Regions from separate parts of the Mus musculus genome. Here region 2 is linked to region 1. Evidence: chromatin contacts called from public HiChIP or PLAC-seq data. All regions are on one chromosome and are shown on one strand. The core of a region is the stretch at or near the end of the contact, and the rest is flanking DNA. Distances in the headings are between cores, read along the strand shown.

Region 1 (7,180 bases), core at 1,417-3,916:
TACAAATGAGTGTGGATGAAAACAAAGAACTTAATGATAAAGAAGTTATATTTGGCTGTGGTGGCACACACCCATGTACCCAGGTCTCAAAAGGCATGGCCAGGCATGTGTGCTTCCTTAGTCCTTGAGTGATGTGTCGCCTGCACTGCTCCCAAAGCCAGAAACCTGATGACCTAAGATCCCCCCAGCCTTGGTAGTCCACCATGTTTACTTTCCAAGCCCGGGGACAGCAGAACTGACCCTACCAGAACCCATCTGCCACCCCCCACATATGTGCACCTCCGTAAAACATATACATACATATGAACATAAAGCTTCATGCTGTGGGTTTAGTGACATTTTTTAAAAAGATTTATTTATTTATTATATGTAAGTACATTGTAGCTGTCTTCAGACACTCCAGAAGAGGGAGTCAGATCTCGTTACGGATGGTTGTGAGCCACCATGTGGTTGCTGGGATTTGAACTCTGGATCTTCGGAAGAGCAGTCGGGTGCTCTAACCCACTGAGCCATCTCACCAGCCCTTTAGTGACATTTTAAAAACCTCTTAGAATAACTATTTCTAACCAATAATCTGTCTTTTCAGATGCAGCTGGCAATGCCCATCACAGGAGCGACTGTAATCTTTCCTCCTTGTAAAGCAGGGATTGCTCAATGTGAGACAGATGGACTTGGTGGCCCTGAACCCCACAGGAGTGGGCCAGTGGAGACTTCCATCCACACTCTCATCTCTGACACAGGGTCATTAGAAGCCTGGACTCTAGTGTGAGAAGGGTATTGTCATAGAGGAGCCAGCACTCCTAGGTACCCCAGGAAGCAACTCAGAGGTCTGAGAAGATCAAGGGACTGTTATCAGTTGTATGGTCTGTTGCCATCCTAACTGAGATTCCATTGCAGACCGCATCAGTGACTTCCAAGTTAAGCCTCAATTCCTTAATATGGTTTCTCTTCAGCATCTTCCTAAGGTTCCCGTTCCCCGTGTTTCTGCCAGGCCATGTCCACCTACAGCTGAGTAGCAGTCCCTTTGAAAGTGGCACTGGGCTCCCCTATTCACCTTCCATCCTTGCCTGCCAGGGCCAACACCCAGACAAAAGCCTCTTTGACACTCACCACCCAAAATGTCATTTCTCACCCTTCTTATCTCTTTCTAGTAATGGGGATAACAAAGCTTTCAGGTCATGGAACAGCGGGTGGCAATCCAGGGCTTCCTAAGACAGAGTGAGTGGGAAATGGGGCAGGATGAATTTGTGGTGGTCAGAGCTGGAGCGTGGATAACCATAGCAGCTTCCTTGATGGCCCTGGTGCCAGACCCATCCTTGACTGAAATGAGTGTGGAACACCCTGGCTCCTCATTGCTTCATCCAACACCGCACTGGTTACTTAGCGACTACCTGCTAAAGGGAAGCACACCGCCTGCCCACGGCTGGCCCTGTGATCATGCCTTGAGGACCAGCAGTTGTTGTCTAACCTGACTCTGAAGGCTTGGCTGTGGATTTCTTGCCTTGCAATTGCCTTAAGCTGAATACGAGGGCAGAGACAGAGGAGCATGGAGATGTGGCTCACAGGTTAAGCACGGGCTGCACTTGCTGGAGGCCCAGGCTCAGTTCTTGTCGTCTTCATCCAGGTGGTTCACCCGGGAACTCCAGCCCATGTCTCTCCAGCTCCCGGTGATCTGGTGCCCTCTTTTGGCCTCCATGAGCCCTGACTGACACAGGAGTTTAGAAGACCACGATGTGGCCTTTCCTCAGTAAACACGGAGCCCCGGGTTTTAAGACAGTCAAAATCGATTCTGATTGTGCTTAAGCACTATGTTTCTTCCTAGGCCGCCTTTGTCAAGTGAACATGTCTCTAAGTGCCGAGGAAGAGACTACACGCAAGGCGTGCAATAATCCAGAGAGGGAAAAAATAGTGTCTGATTGATTCCAGATTCCAGACAAAACCCAAAAGTCATTTTTGGCTGTTTTCTTTGTTAAAATATGTACAGAGAGGGGCCGAAGGTTCACTTGGCTCAAACTTAAGGCACAAAAACTAAAAGGCACCAAGGCCAGAAACAAAGCATTGGAACGTGGTACTTGAGAGAATTCTCTTCCCACAATGTCCCCATGGACTGGCTCTTCCCCATGGCATCTATGGAGAGATCTGGACCCCTGAAAAGGGGAAGAGAAGGCAGTAGGGGGCTGGGGTGATGTTAGGATAAAGGCCATTAAAGTGAAGTTCTCCTAAAAACAGCAGCGTTGTTAATAACCTAAGAGAAGGTGAACAGGGCATGCTTGTGTGTGTGTTTAACTCAGGAGGCAGAGGCAAGTGGAGCTCTGAGTTTGAGGTCTACATGAGAGCCCCAGGATACAAGACAACAAGAGTTCATAGCAGGAGGTGAGACGGTTTTCCTGGTATTTGCAGCAGGAGCAGAGCAAGAGGGTTGAAAACCGACTGTTCAAAGGAGCAGTACATGCCTTTGCCCCTAGCAGAGGAAAGGCAGAGGCAGGTGATGGCGGTGAAGGTCTCTAGAAACAAAGGATGTAACCCCCTAGCATTCTCTACTGGAAATATGGTCCAGTCTGAGAATATCTGCTCAGAAAACCTAGAGGAATTCCGGGCGATGCTTCCCACAGAGCTGAAGGATCACGATCAATAAGCCGTGATCAATAAGCTGATCATGACTGAATTTGTTGAACCTACCCGTCCACAGGCCCAGGGAGGGGCTCCTCCCTGCTCTGCTTGCTGCACACCCAGCCTGCCTTGAGCACCCGCTGCCTCCTGCTTCCCGTGCAGGGTCTGTATAGGCTGCGGTCTGTCCTCACCTGCGCTGCCTTCATCTCTTCTCAGAGGCAAAAACAAAGAACACCAGCAGTGCTCAGCGACCACACCCACACAAGAGACTTCCTCTGGATGGAGCCAAGGAAAGGCTGTGACAATAAAATGCCCCAAACAACAAAGGCCCAGCCACAGGTTAGGGGAGAAAGAAAAACTGCACCACACTCAGGGCAAAATCCCCTCAAAATCAGAAACGAAGGCTCAGCACACTTGGTGGTACACGGCCTGCATTACCGGTACTCGGGAAGCCAAAACAGGAAGGCTCTGAGCCGGAGCCAAATCTGGGCTGTTGCAAGACTTTGCCTCCAGAGCCAAATCAAAGGAAACAAAATTCTCTGTTTCCCTGACCTCGTGATGGTCGTGTAAACATCTCTGAAAGCAGTGTGAGGTGATGCACAGGCGTGATGCACAGGCATGCGGACATGCGCCGTGGTACAGGTGCTTTGAGAAGCAGTTTGGTGGTTCTCAGTCAAGTGGAGTTGCCACGTGAACTGGCAATTCCGCTTCTAGGAACAAATACCCAAGGGAATCGAAAACATACATCCACACAAAACAAGTATTCACAGCAACACTCTCAGCCAGAAAGCCGAGAAATCTTAGACGGGACCCAACCTAATGTCACTTAGCCGGCAAGAGGAATGATGTGTCCATGGATACACTGAGCAGCCACATATTACATGACTACCTGAAATGTCCCAAACAAATGAAGACAGGGAGGGAGGGACAGAAGGAGAAAGAGAGAGAGAGAGAGAGAGAGAGAGAGAGAGAGAGAGGGAGGGAGGGAGGGAGGGAGGGAGGGAGGAAGGAAGGAAGGAAGGAAGGAAGGAAGGAAGGAAGGAAGAAAAAAAGAGGCATGATTAGTTAAAATGGAAAGTTGGGGCTGGGAGAGCTGGCTTAGTGGTTAAGAGAATATACTGCTCTAGCAACAGACCCAAATTCAGTTATCAGCATCCATGTTGGGCAGCTCTAGACCATCTGTAACCCTGGTTTCAGGGGCTTTGACCCCCTTCTTCTGGCCTCCTTGGGAATTTGCATGCACATGTTCATATAGCCCAACATGGAGACATATTTTTTTAAATCCTTAAAAATGTTATAAAATTGCTTCTGCTGTACAACTCTGGAACATATATTTTTTAAAAAGCCTACTGAACTAATACATTTTTACCAAGTAAGTTCTATGAAGTTGCTTTACATCAAACAAAACTTACGTAAAGGGGGCTGGAGAGAGGAGAGGCAGTTAGGACAAAACAGACAGGAAGGACCCAGCAAAAGATGAACGGACTTGTACAACTGAGAACGGAACGCTGCTTTGACATCTCCCGGCAGGTCTGCTACTAACCAATGGGATCAAGAAAGACCAGCACAAGACAGCTCATCCATCTATCCAGCTGTTGAATAGTTTGCCCTGTGTTACAACAGGCATGACACTGGATTCTCTGTATGCTCAGAAGGCCTCCTGAAAGTACTGTTTTTAGTACTTGTGGCCAGAGGTGTGGCTGCTTCTGGCTCACTATAGTACACCAAGCACAGAAAGGCACACACATCTTCCAGATGGAGGCTGAAATCAAGGTAGAGGACAAAGGGGGCAAGCTGTCAATCCACGTTTTAAATAATAGCTCTCCAAATGTCATCAATATCTGCGAGAGTGACTCACACTAAGGATTTAAGTATTCACAAGCCACTGACACAGTCCCAAAGACTACCTGAGAAGAAGCAAATAGCCACCATACATATTTTCAAGTGAGTTCCAGGCTGATGTTAAAACCTGCTCACTATATGGCAGAGCTGGGATGTTGTGGATAATTATTTTGTGAGTTGAGCTAAGTCTGTTCAACGAACAAAACATTTCTGTACAAAGGTCAGAACAAGTTACTAACAAACCGGACCGTTCTGATAATTAGGCCAAAATTCCATGGGAGATTCTCTAGACTTTCAAAATCTTAAAAAAAAAAGTCTCTTACTTAAGAACACCAAAATCTGTCCGCAGACATGTAAGTACCCTCTAAATTATGCACAGGCATGCATCAAAAAAGCCAAGATAGAGAGAAACTCTCAGTTGCAAAGGTTTAATGTTCGCCACTTCTCACAGATGGAAAAGGCAGTCACATCGGTCTCTCGGCTTCACGGACCATCGAACGCAGCAGACATTGTGGGCAGGACATCAATGACCAAGTCAGGTGCCTTCAGCAATGCTAGGTTCTATTTGAACTCGTAACAATGGAGGCTGACTTCTACGCCCACTTTTCTCATGCAGTTCCTCATTATTAAGCTTTGTCAGCGTGTCTAACAAAAAGCCCATGATGGTCTTTTTGTCCTGGCCTCTTTAGCCCAGACTCCAGAGAGCTGAGACTTGAAGGCTTTATTTTTAAAGCATACACTTGCTTAAGTCCCTCCACTAAGGGGCAACCATGGTCTTTCCTGCTGAGATTCGCACCACATCTGATCATTAGACAAAGAGGGCTCAAACATTGAAGGCCTGAGACTAATCTTGGTGGGAGGGGCAAGCGAGGGACGGGGTGGCACCTCGTGAGAGGCAGGAAAGCAGGTGGCCAGTGAGACCCTGGATTCGCAGCCCACAGTAAAGCCTTCTGACAGATCATTTCATAGAAAACCCTTTGTACATAATAGCACACATTAGACAGTATGCCCCTGGGCTTATCCGAGTTGAAATAACTGTAATTTCTGAGTCTTGTGACAGGGGGTTAGGTCATCTTCCTGGCCCAACTTTGCTAAAAGCTCTTTTGTTCGGTGTGTTGATGCTGTGCCCTGCACCCAGGAATGTGCGAGGAGCAGAGGAGACACTGCGAGAGAAGTGGTCAAGTGAACGAATGAAAGGATGAGCAGAGTCAGAAACCCATGGCTCCAAGTGTCCACCACCAGCCCCACAAGGCGAAGATCTGGGCCCCAGGCAGACAGAAGGATGGCGAGACTGCCACTGAGATGAGACACCTGCTCTTCCTACTGTCACTCAAAATTCTGTCGAGGGTACACCTTGCAACATGCTGCTTTGGATTCTCCTTCTTTTTGCCCTGCTCACACACCGTGCCCAGGCCACCTGCCCAGGTCACACACTCACCACGCACTCCCTGGCAGGTCTGCTGATCCAGCACTGACCTTCGGACCCCTCAGACCCCCCACGGGCTCCACCTTATAGTGTATGGGCATCACCTGCCTTCACAGGACTTAGTGACTCAGTCTGACATGCATGTGTGCATACTGTATATAAATTATCTATATGGACACATAAACAATGGCAACTCTGGTCGGGATAATTTACCAAACACTTATGTTACATCTGGCAATCAGCTTCCTTCCGAGTGTGCTATTCTTCTGTCAGTTTTATGAATGAAGCGTGAGGACCAGCTAGCTCACTTGTCACTTGTCCAAGGTCACATATGTGGTGGGCAAATTGGAGGTGAAACAGCCACCTGTGGGGGCATGCCAACTGAGGGCCACCGGGCTCCATCTGGATGTACACAGTTTCCTCACTTAAATGGTTCTTTATCTGATGGGCCCTATAAGGGCCTAGTCACCTGTGTATTATTTATGTATTTTGTGTATTTGTATGTCACCTGTGTGCATGTGTCCAAAGAGTCTAGACGAGGAGGTTGGATCCCCTGCAGCTGGAATGACAGGAGGCTGTGAGGCACTGAGGCGGTGCTGGACCTGACCTCCGTTCCTCTAGAAACGCAGCAGATGCTCCTTGCTACCTAACATCCCCCAGCCACCCCCAACAAGTCTTCTTTGTCTAAATTATTAACTGATAGTGAGACAATCCCTCTTGCCTACCTGCTACCAAAAGTCGGGTTAAAATCAAACAGGCTTTTATAACTGCATTAAGGATTGGCAGAGCATATCAAGAACCAAGTCACGAGGTAAAGCAGTCATGGGAACAGAGAGTTAATGCTTACCCCAGGAGCGTCTAGGTTCCCTGCTGTTTACTAAGAGCATCAAATTACCTTGTACAAGGTAACCTGGGAAGGGTGAGTGAGGACATCAGTAAATACTAATTATACAATTACATAAGAACTCCAAACCTGTGTTAACCTGTGTTACTTCAAGTTAATTCAGCCCAGTGACACAAAACAGGGAGGGAGGCCAGGGGTGGGGGCTGCCTACTCACTGAGCAAATCTGGTCCTGACTAATTACATCCAACTCACCACTGTCCCCTCACTACACTCGGAGGGTTCTTCATCCTCCCATCCTCTGCTCTGCAAAGATCTGCAGAGTGTTCCTCTCAGACCATCATGCAGGAAGCTCACTCTCTTCCACGAGTCCTCTGAACCTGGAGAGCCCCAGTTTTCACCCAGCCAGAGAGCAAACCCTAGCTGTCCTCCTGTCTCCACCCAGCAGAGCGTGGGCTCA
Region 2 (7,180 bases), core at 3,331-5,830, 70 kb before region 1:
CACAAACCTACCAGCAACAGCATTAGTGCCACGGAAAGCTAGCATGGACTCCAATTTTAGGCACACATTTTTGCAATTCTATTAGATAGGTTTCATTGCTATCCCCTTTTGATAGATGATGCACTCATTACCTGAAGCACAGAGAAGTTGATTAACTTGTCTAGGGTCACAGAGCACCTGCCTGCCAGACTCATACAGAGTTTCTGTTAAGACCTTTGCTAGCCACACTTGTAAGATATAAGTTCAAGAAGGGGATGGGAAATTTCCATAGCATCAAAGTACTTATTTAATAGTAGATAGACACCAAAATGTTCTGGGATGTTGAATTTTGACCTAAGGAGAAGGAACTAAGGTGCATATTTTACATATCAAAGCAGACCTGGCCTCTAGGTTCTCCCAGCATCCCTCAGTCCCTACCTGGCATGCCCTGCCTCCAATCTAAACATTGCAGCCCGGGCCTGGGCTGTCCTTCCTTATATAAAGCAGACATTTTGTACCCCCACCCCACTTCTCTCTCTGCTCATGTTCTTTCTCTTTCTCATCCCCCAAATCCCTTCTCCCCCTGCCCCCCCACCATGGTAACTTCCCTAGCCTCCTTCCTTAGGGCGAGTAAATTTACCCAAGAGCAGCTTCCCAATAAAACCTATGTGTATTTAATATAATCTAATCTGGCTCGAATCGGCTCACTTCACTGTCAGCGAACTAATTTATCACCAGTATTCCTGAATGAACTTCAGCATAAGAGCTATTTTGGGAATAGCCCAAATAGAAATCCAGTCTGGGGACTGGGGAGATTGCTTTGTGGTTAAGAGCACTGGCTGCTCCTCCTATAGGACCCAGGTTCAATTCCCGACGCCCACACGGGAGCTCACGACTATCTGTAACTCTAGTTCCAGAGGATCCGGCACCTTCTCACAGACACACATGCAAACAAAACACCAATGCACATAAAGGAAAGGGAGAAGAAAGAAACCCACGGGTAAGGCAGTTAGAGAGGGAGCCGCCAAAGAACAGCCATGCGAGGCATGAGGACTTCAGTTCAAATCCCGGCACCTACACGAAAAGTTGGTATATAGTTGAGTGCAATGTAACCCCAGCTCTGAGGGGCAGGGCACTGGGAGGCTCACCGAGCCTGCTTGCCGCCTGTTTGGTTCCAGGTTCAGCTAGTGTCTCTCTCAAGAGGATACAGCAGAGAAGATAGAAAGGCTGCCCAATGTCTTCCAGTGGCCTGTTTACATATCTGCACGCGCACGCACGCGCACACACACCATCATACCCACCACACATGAATATCCATACCACACGAACCACACACAGTGCCAATTCCAGAGTTAAAGAACAAAGCCAAGGCTGGGTCTGGGGTGGGGTTCAGGGTCAGGGCCCAGAATCAGAAGCAAAAGACCCCACACTCCACAAAAGCTCTCAGTAGTAAAAGAACAGCAAGCTTAAAGATCACTCGGCTCGTGTTTGGGGCCAGAGAAAAATCTCTCCAAGTCAGCTCCTGGACTAGCTGAGCCCAAGGCTTTGCTTACGTAGAAAAGCGCTCACACACACAGCCCTCAGCAACTGATCTGATTGTCTGAAGAGTAGGAGGAGAAAGGCTGGAGGGGGAAACACAAACCAGCAAAGACAGAGGGGCAGGTTAGGCTAAGGAGGTGGAACATCAGATATGAGGAAATTTCCAGCCTCAAATTCACCACGGGAAAGATCTTTCAAGACCGAGATCCTCAAACATGAAGTCTTCCCCATCAAGTCTGCATTTAATTTCCAATACACAACAAGAGATCCTCGTGTTGTTGACTCGTTAACTTTTTAAAAATAGTCATTGGCACGCAGCCTCTTTGGTCCTCTTTGGGCAGCTGTGGTGAGAATCATGCAGAATGTGTGCTGAAGCAAGGCCTTACAGGCCAAGATGGAGTGCCTACCCCCCCCAAGCGCTCGGAGAGACCCCGCCTACCGGCCCTCCAGTGTTTGGAGCAAGCCTTCCTCTCTCACTGTACCCTTGGGACGGTCACACATTCAGACCTTAGCAGCTATTGTACCCTGTCACGTACTTGTTTCCAAACCCCATACGGGCCTAGTCAGGCCCAGTGAATATATGGTCAAATGTTTCCCCAGGCATGGGAAGGCAAGCCAGCCTCCGCCATAGCTCTTCCTCCAGCCACACTCTTCCAGCTTCCTTCTTCTCTCAGACCCTGGATCTGCTGCAGACTTCCTTCCCTGCTGCAGGGCTGCCTGCTTACCACTGCCCAGGGACAGCTTCCTGCTCTCCATACCGCAGGGTGGACTCCCTCCCTCCTCTCTCCAGAGGAAGCCACCAGGGTTCAAACCAGTGTGTGGCTCCTGAGACTGCAGAAGGACAACTGTATGCTCCCAAAGGACCGGGTCCTGGCTTGCTGGATGGGTGTGTGTGTGTGTGACATTAAGCATGGATGCTCAAAGGAAAGCTACCATTTCCTTCCTGAATTAAAGGGAAAAAGCACCTTACCACAGGCCAGGGATTCTAATGGCCTGGAAGAAATCCCCAGGAGTCCTATTCAGGCCAGTCGATACCACTATTACCACTCCATCACAAACTGAATGTGGAGAGTGTCTCACCTGCCTGAGGCTTCATGATCAGGCTGTTCTAAGTCCTGTGCTCTTCCTCAAAGGAAAACCTCAACAGGGCCAGTGGTGGGCAGTGGTCCCTAACAGGACCCTTGCCAGACGGACGGCAAGCATTAGGAACTTTCACAATGGCCGACACATGGCATTGTCCGTTGCAGTTTCCAAATGTGCTGGCCCATAGTCAGCGAGCAAAAGGAAGTTAAAACCTGCCCTTGGAGGGCTGGTAAGACAGTTCAGCAGGTAGAGGGACTTGCTGCTAAGCCTGACAACCTGGGTTCTGTCCCCAGGACTCACATGATGAAATGAGAGAAGAGACTCCTCCAGGTTGTCCTTCGACTTGTGCAACACACACACACACTCGCACGCGCGCACACACACACAAACAATATAACTTACAAATAATGGTAACAATAACAACAATAAACAAAACTTCGCCCTTTACATGTAACTAGGTATATGGTAAAAGTACTAGAAGGTACTGCTGTTACCAGCATGGGCTGGGCAATGCCAGAATGGTAACTTCTCTGTCATGGCGTGCACACAGTTATCCTCCGTAGGTTGGACCCCAGCACCAGATGCCTTTCCCTTCTGTGTCTCACTGCAGGGTGATGGGCAGAAAAGAGCGTTGACTTAAATCTTTCCTTGAAGATGCAGGGTTCTGGGGTCAGTCAGGGCACTCTTTACAAAGTTCTCCAGATTAAATAGGAGACGGAATGGAATGGACGTCCCTCAGTCTTCCCACTGTGCACTTCCCAACAGTGCTCTCAGGAGGATGGGGGCAGGGGACCCTTAGCCAGTCTTGCTAAGGAGCATCAACTGCATTCAGCAGCACAGCTATTCTGAGGCTAGATCTTGCCACACCAACATGCAAAGCCATCACCATTGCCAGACACACACTGTGGACGCTCCAAACAAACCTCGCCATGAAGCAGAATTTCTGAGCACATCAAGCCTTGGCAGTTGTTGTTCTGAAGATTTGGAGTTTATTCAGGAGTCAGGGGTACTGGGTACCACTGGCTGGCGGCAGACAAGAGATCTAACTGTCAAGATTATGCTCAAGGCAAGCCGGTGTGAGCAGTGGTCAGCTTGGCAGCACACACTAGCGGCACATGATGCTAATCTAGGCTGTCAGGTTCAATGGTAGGAGCTGAGAGTTAGACAAAAGAAAGGACCGGAGTTCCCTGCCTCAGTGAGAATCACCGGGGTGACCTCCCCAGCCGTGGCCAAATGCCCAAGTTCCCTGGGCTGGGAGTCATGAGAAAACAGTGCTCAGACTGTAGTCAGGGTTGGAGGAGGGAGGCCGAGACACTGCTCTGATAGATACAGGTGGCATGTGTGGGTTCAGGAATAGATGCTCTCAAACCTTGCCAAGTTACAAGGTGAGCTCATGGGCTGCGGAAGCTTGGGTGTGGTGAGGTGTGGGGGTGTCAGGGAGGCTGCTGCAATGGGGAGCAGATCAGATCAGAGTGTATGATGAGGCTGTGAACCCACCAACTTTAGAGGCTGCGAGTTCACAGTCGGGGGCTCATCGTTTCCTCCCTGACCCAGGAGGTTGATGCCCCTAGCTGAGTATTCCAGAGACACGTAGGATTTCAGACAGAGATCAATTTCTCTTCTGCAAGCTACGCTGCAATCAGAGACATTCTCAAGGGGTGTCCTGAAGAGAAGGAAAGGCGTGTAATGTCTGTGACCAAATGAAGCCAGCTCATCCACTCTTCAGGGATGAGACAGCAGGCCGGAGTTCAGAAAACTAAAATGGCTAATGGGATCTATAAAGGATAGAATCTGGCTATCCGTTAAGGAGTGGGCTTGGGAGCAGCTTGGTGGAGAGCATGCAGATAGCATCCTCGCCAACCCGGGGAGATCTCATTCAGGGACTATTCAATGGTGGAGGAGGGGCTCTGCCTGGCAGGGAGGCTGGAATCACACCAGTTAACAGATTAGTTACTTTTGCTTACAGAAGCAGAAGAGGCAGGCCCGGTCCTGAAAGCCACCCTGGTGGGAAGCCAGACCACCTGACTCTCCAGCTGTTCAGAGGCTGTCTCAAGCAGAGCCATTTCTCAAGTTTCATCATCGCAAGCACCAAAAAGAATCCACAAGATAGTGTTACACAAGTCTCAGAAATACGTAAGTGGAGGCCAGGTGTGGCGGAGCATCTGAATTCCAGCGCTAGAAGGCAAAGCAGGAAGACCTGATTGATGCAAGTTCAAGGTCTGCCTGGACTAGGTAGAAAATTCCAAGACAGAGACCTTATCATTAAAAAGCCCCAAACAACAAAAAGACCCACAGAAAGAGGATGGAAATGATAATTTATTCTAAGTCAGACCACAGCCCCGCAGAGGCTGACAGAAGGCTCAGCCCTCTGTAGAAATCCCATCTGGAAACCCTCAGAGAGCAGCCTTGGGCGTGATCTAAGGGACCCAAGGCAGCCTTTTCATCCCATGAAACTAAACCCGACCTCAATGCATTCATTATCACTACCATTTCTCCAGCCACCATACTGAACAGGTCACAAGCCCCTCTATTCAGACTCACTCTGACAAATCATGCTGAGACATACAAATTAGGAGGGCAGCTGTCTCTCTTTGCTGGCAAGGACGCCCACACTGCTCATTAGAATGCTGAATAGCCGCGGATCTCACTGAGTCACGCTCCAAGGTTATGGGCCGAGCAATGTGAACAGGATTCATAGCTAGAAAAAGGCAGGACTGAAACAGGGTATGTGGGAACGAGCAGGCAAACACTCTTCAATGTCCAGACCTGAAATATTGTCAACTGAGATCTGGAACGCTTATGAATCCATAGCAGACAGGACACACTGCGGCAGCCATCTGCATCACCGAGTAGGTGATAACCAGGAGGATCCACGTTCACAAGCCCTTGCTTCTTAGGTGTTTAAACGTCAAGGGTATTTCCAAGCTTCTGGAAGATTATGCTTCTAAGAAGCATAATATAGTTAATATACAGAGGAAAACAAAGGGTTTCAGATATAGACAGACAGACACATACATAAACGCATGCGCGCGCGCCGCGCGCACCCCCCCCCCCCCACAAATTGGAGCTAAGAAGTCTAATAAATTAGCTAAAGAAAGATGAAAACAGCAACTTAGAAGAAGTCAAGCCAAACACCCAGCCACCAAGCAGAGCGGCCATTTGGGAGACTAAACCTGTCCTCAGTGCTAAACACACAGTCACAGAGGAGCTAGGCCAGGTTTGAGTGGCTGCCCCTTCCCATTTCAGGGACAACAACCTGAGATGAAGCAACCTCATTTGCATAAAAATACAGCTGAGAAAAACTCAGTAACAAACATAGTTGATTTATAAATATTCATGAACACATACAAAATACCAGGAGAAAAATAATGGAATGGAGATTTTTGTTTTGTTTTGGTTTGGTTTGCTTTTTGTTTTTCGAGACAGGGTTTCTCTGGGTAGCCCTGGCTGTCCTGGAACTCACTCTGTAGACCAGGCTGGCCTCGAACTCAGAAATCCGCCTGCCTCTGTCTCTCAAGTGCTGGGATTAAAGGTATGCGCCACGACTGCCCAGCTTCGAATGGAGAATCTTATTTGATGACTGCTGGCTCAGGCGGAAATGTACTGGTAAACCCATGAGAAATTCTACTGTCTAGCGGGAAGGCAGTCCTGGTGGGACAGGGCATGGGTGAGCACTGTGTCCTAGGAGTCTTCCTTCCTCCTTAGTTATGTATTACATTGGCTGCTTGCAAGTCATAGCAGGAAATTACCCAGCCTACAATATCTGTTCGGTGTATCTGCTAACGTCTATTAAGTATAAACATCAGATAGGATAACACTGAGCAGTTACAAATTGGTAGGGAACAAGAAGTCAGGTCATTCCCACCCTTGGTGGGACATTCATCAGGACCCCAAGCACACTAGGTTCTCACTAGTGAAGGATCTGGGGACAACTAGAGCTCTTGGGCTGGCATGGCAGTCTAGGCTTCTGAGTGATGTAATCCCAACTGCTTAAGATCTGCTTAAGTCCCCTCCCACTCCCAGATGCCAGCTTCAGCGAAGTGCCCGACAGATGAGGCACCAGTCTGCCAGCGTCTATGGACAATTCTTCTGCCAATCGGTGGAGCACGAAAGAGCTTGACAAAAGTTTTCAGACTAAGCAAAATATTCAAACAAAAAGAGGCTGGGGATGTAGTTGAGTGGCAAAGTATTTAGCCTGGCATACTGGAGGAAGGCCCTAGGTCCTCGGTCCTCATTCTAATATCCTGTATACCCCTCACACAAGGTCAGACACACTCACAAAGAACAGATGAGCAGCAATCATAGTGAGAGGAGGGATTAGGGAGGTTTATGTAATGGTGATGGTGGTGGTGTGAATTTTCCTGAACCCAAGACACAGCAGCCAGACTTGCATGCAGACGAACCCCTCCCTCTTCTGCTCTCCTCACCCTGGAATACCTGTGACTTCCTCCCTGTCAGGAAGCCTTCTTTACTTCACACCCAGGATGCCCGGGCTAGCGTTTAGAGAAAACTCCCGCAGCACCCTGAACTGGCCCTTCCAAGTCTCTTTTTCAGAAGGAATCCCTCACAAATTCTCCCT

Evidence for each region. HiChIP or PLAC-seq counts read pairs in DNA pulled down with a chosen protein or histone mark.
Region 2: a contact with region 1 is called in an H3K27ac HiChIP or PLAC-seq map of embryonic stem cells, with 6 read pairs. The contact joins two enhancer-like sites. A contact is called at or near these places in 3 of 115 datasets of contacts at active chromatin or transcription factors (all in embryonic stem cells) and 3 of 9 other capture datasets (adipose tissue, liver and pancreatic islet).

What each region holds. Positions count from the first base shown.
Region 1 is chr15:25,688,392-25,695,571 of GRCm38.p6, reverse strand. All of the region lies in intron 2 of Myo10 (myosin X), which reads right to left. Among named protein-coding and RNA genes, the nearest start is that of Myo10, 69 kb to the right of the region's middle. Within about 2 kb of position 2,666, at least 39 of the 459 cell types and tissues checked have an H3K27ac peak or open chromatin away from gene starts, as enhancers often do. A contact at or near this core is called in embryonic stem cells, where this site is marked.
Region 2 is chr15:25,759,916-25,767,095 of GRCm38.p6, reverse strand. All of the region lies in intron 19 of Myo10 (myosin X), which reads right to left. Among named protein-coding and RNA genes, the nearest start is that of Retreg1, 80 kb to the left of the region's middle. Within about 2 kb of position 4,580, at least 123 of the 459 cell types and tissues checked have an H3K27ac peak or open chromatin away from gene starts, as enhancers often do. A contact at or near this core is called in embryonic stem cells, where this site is marked.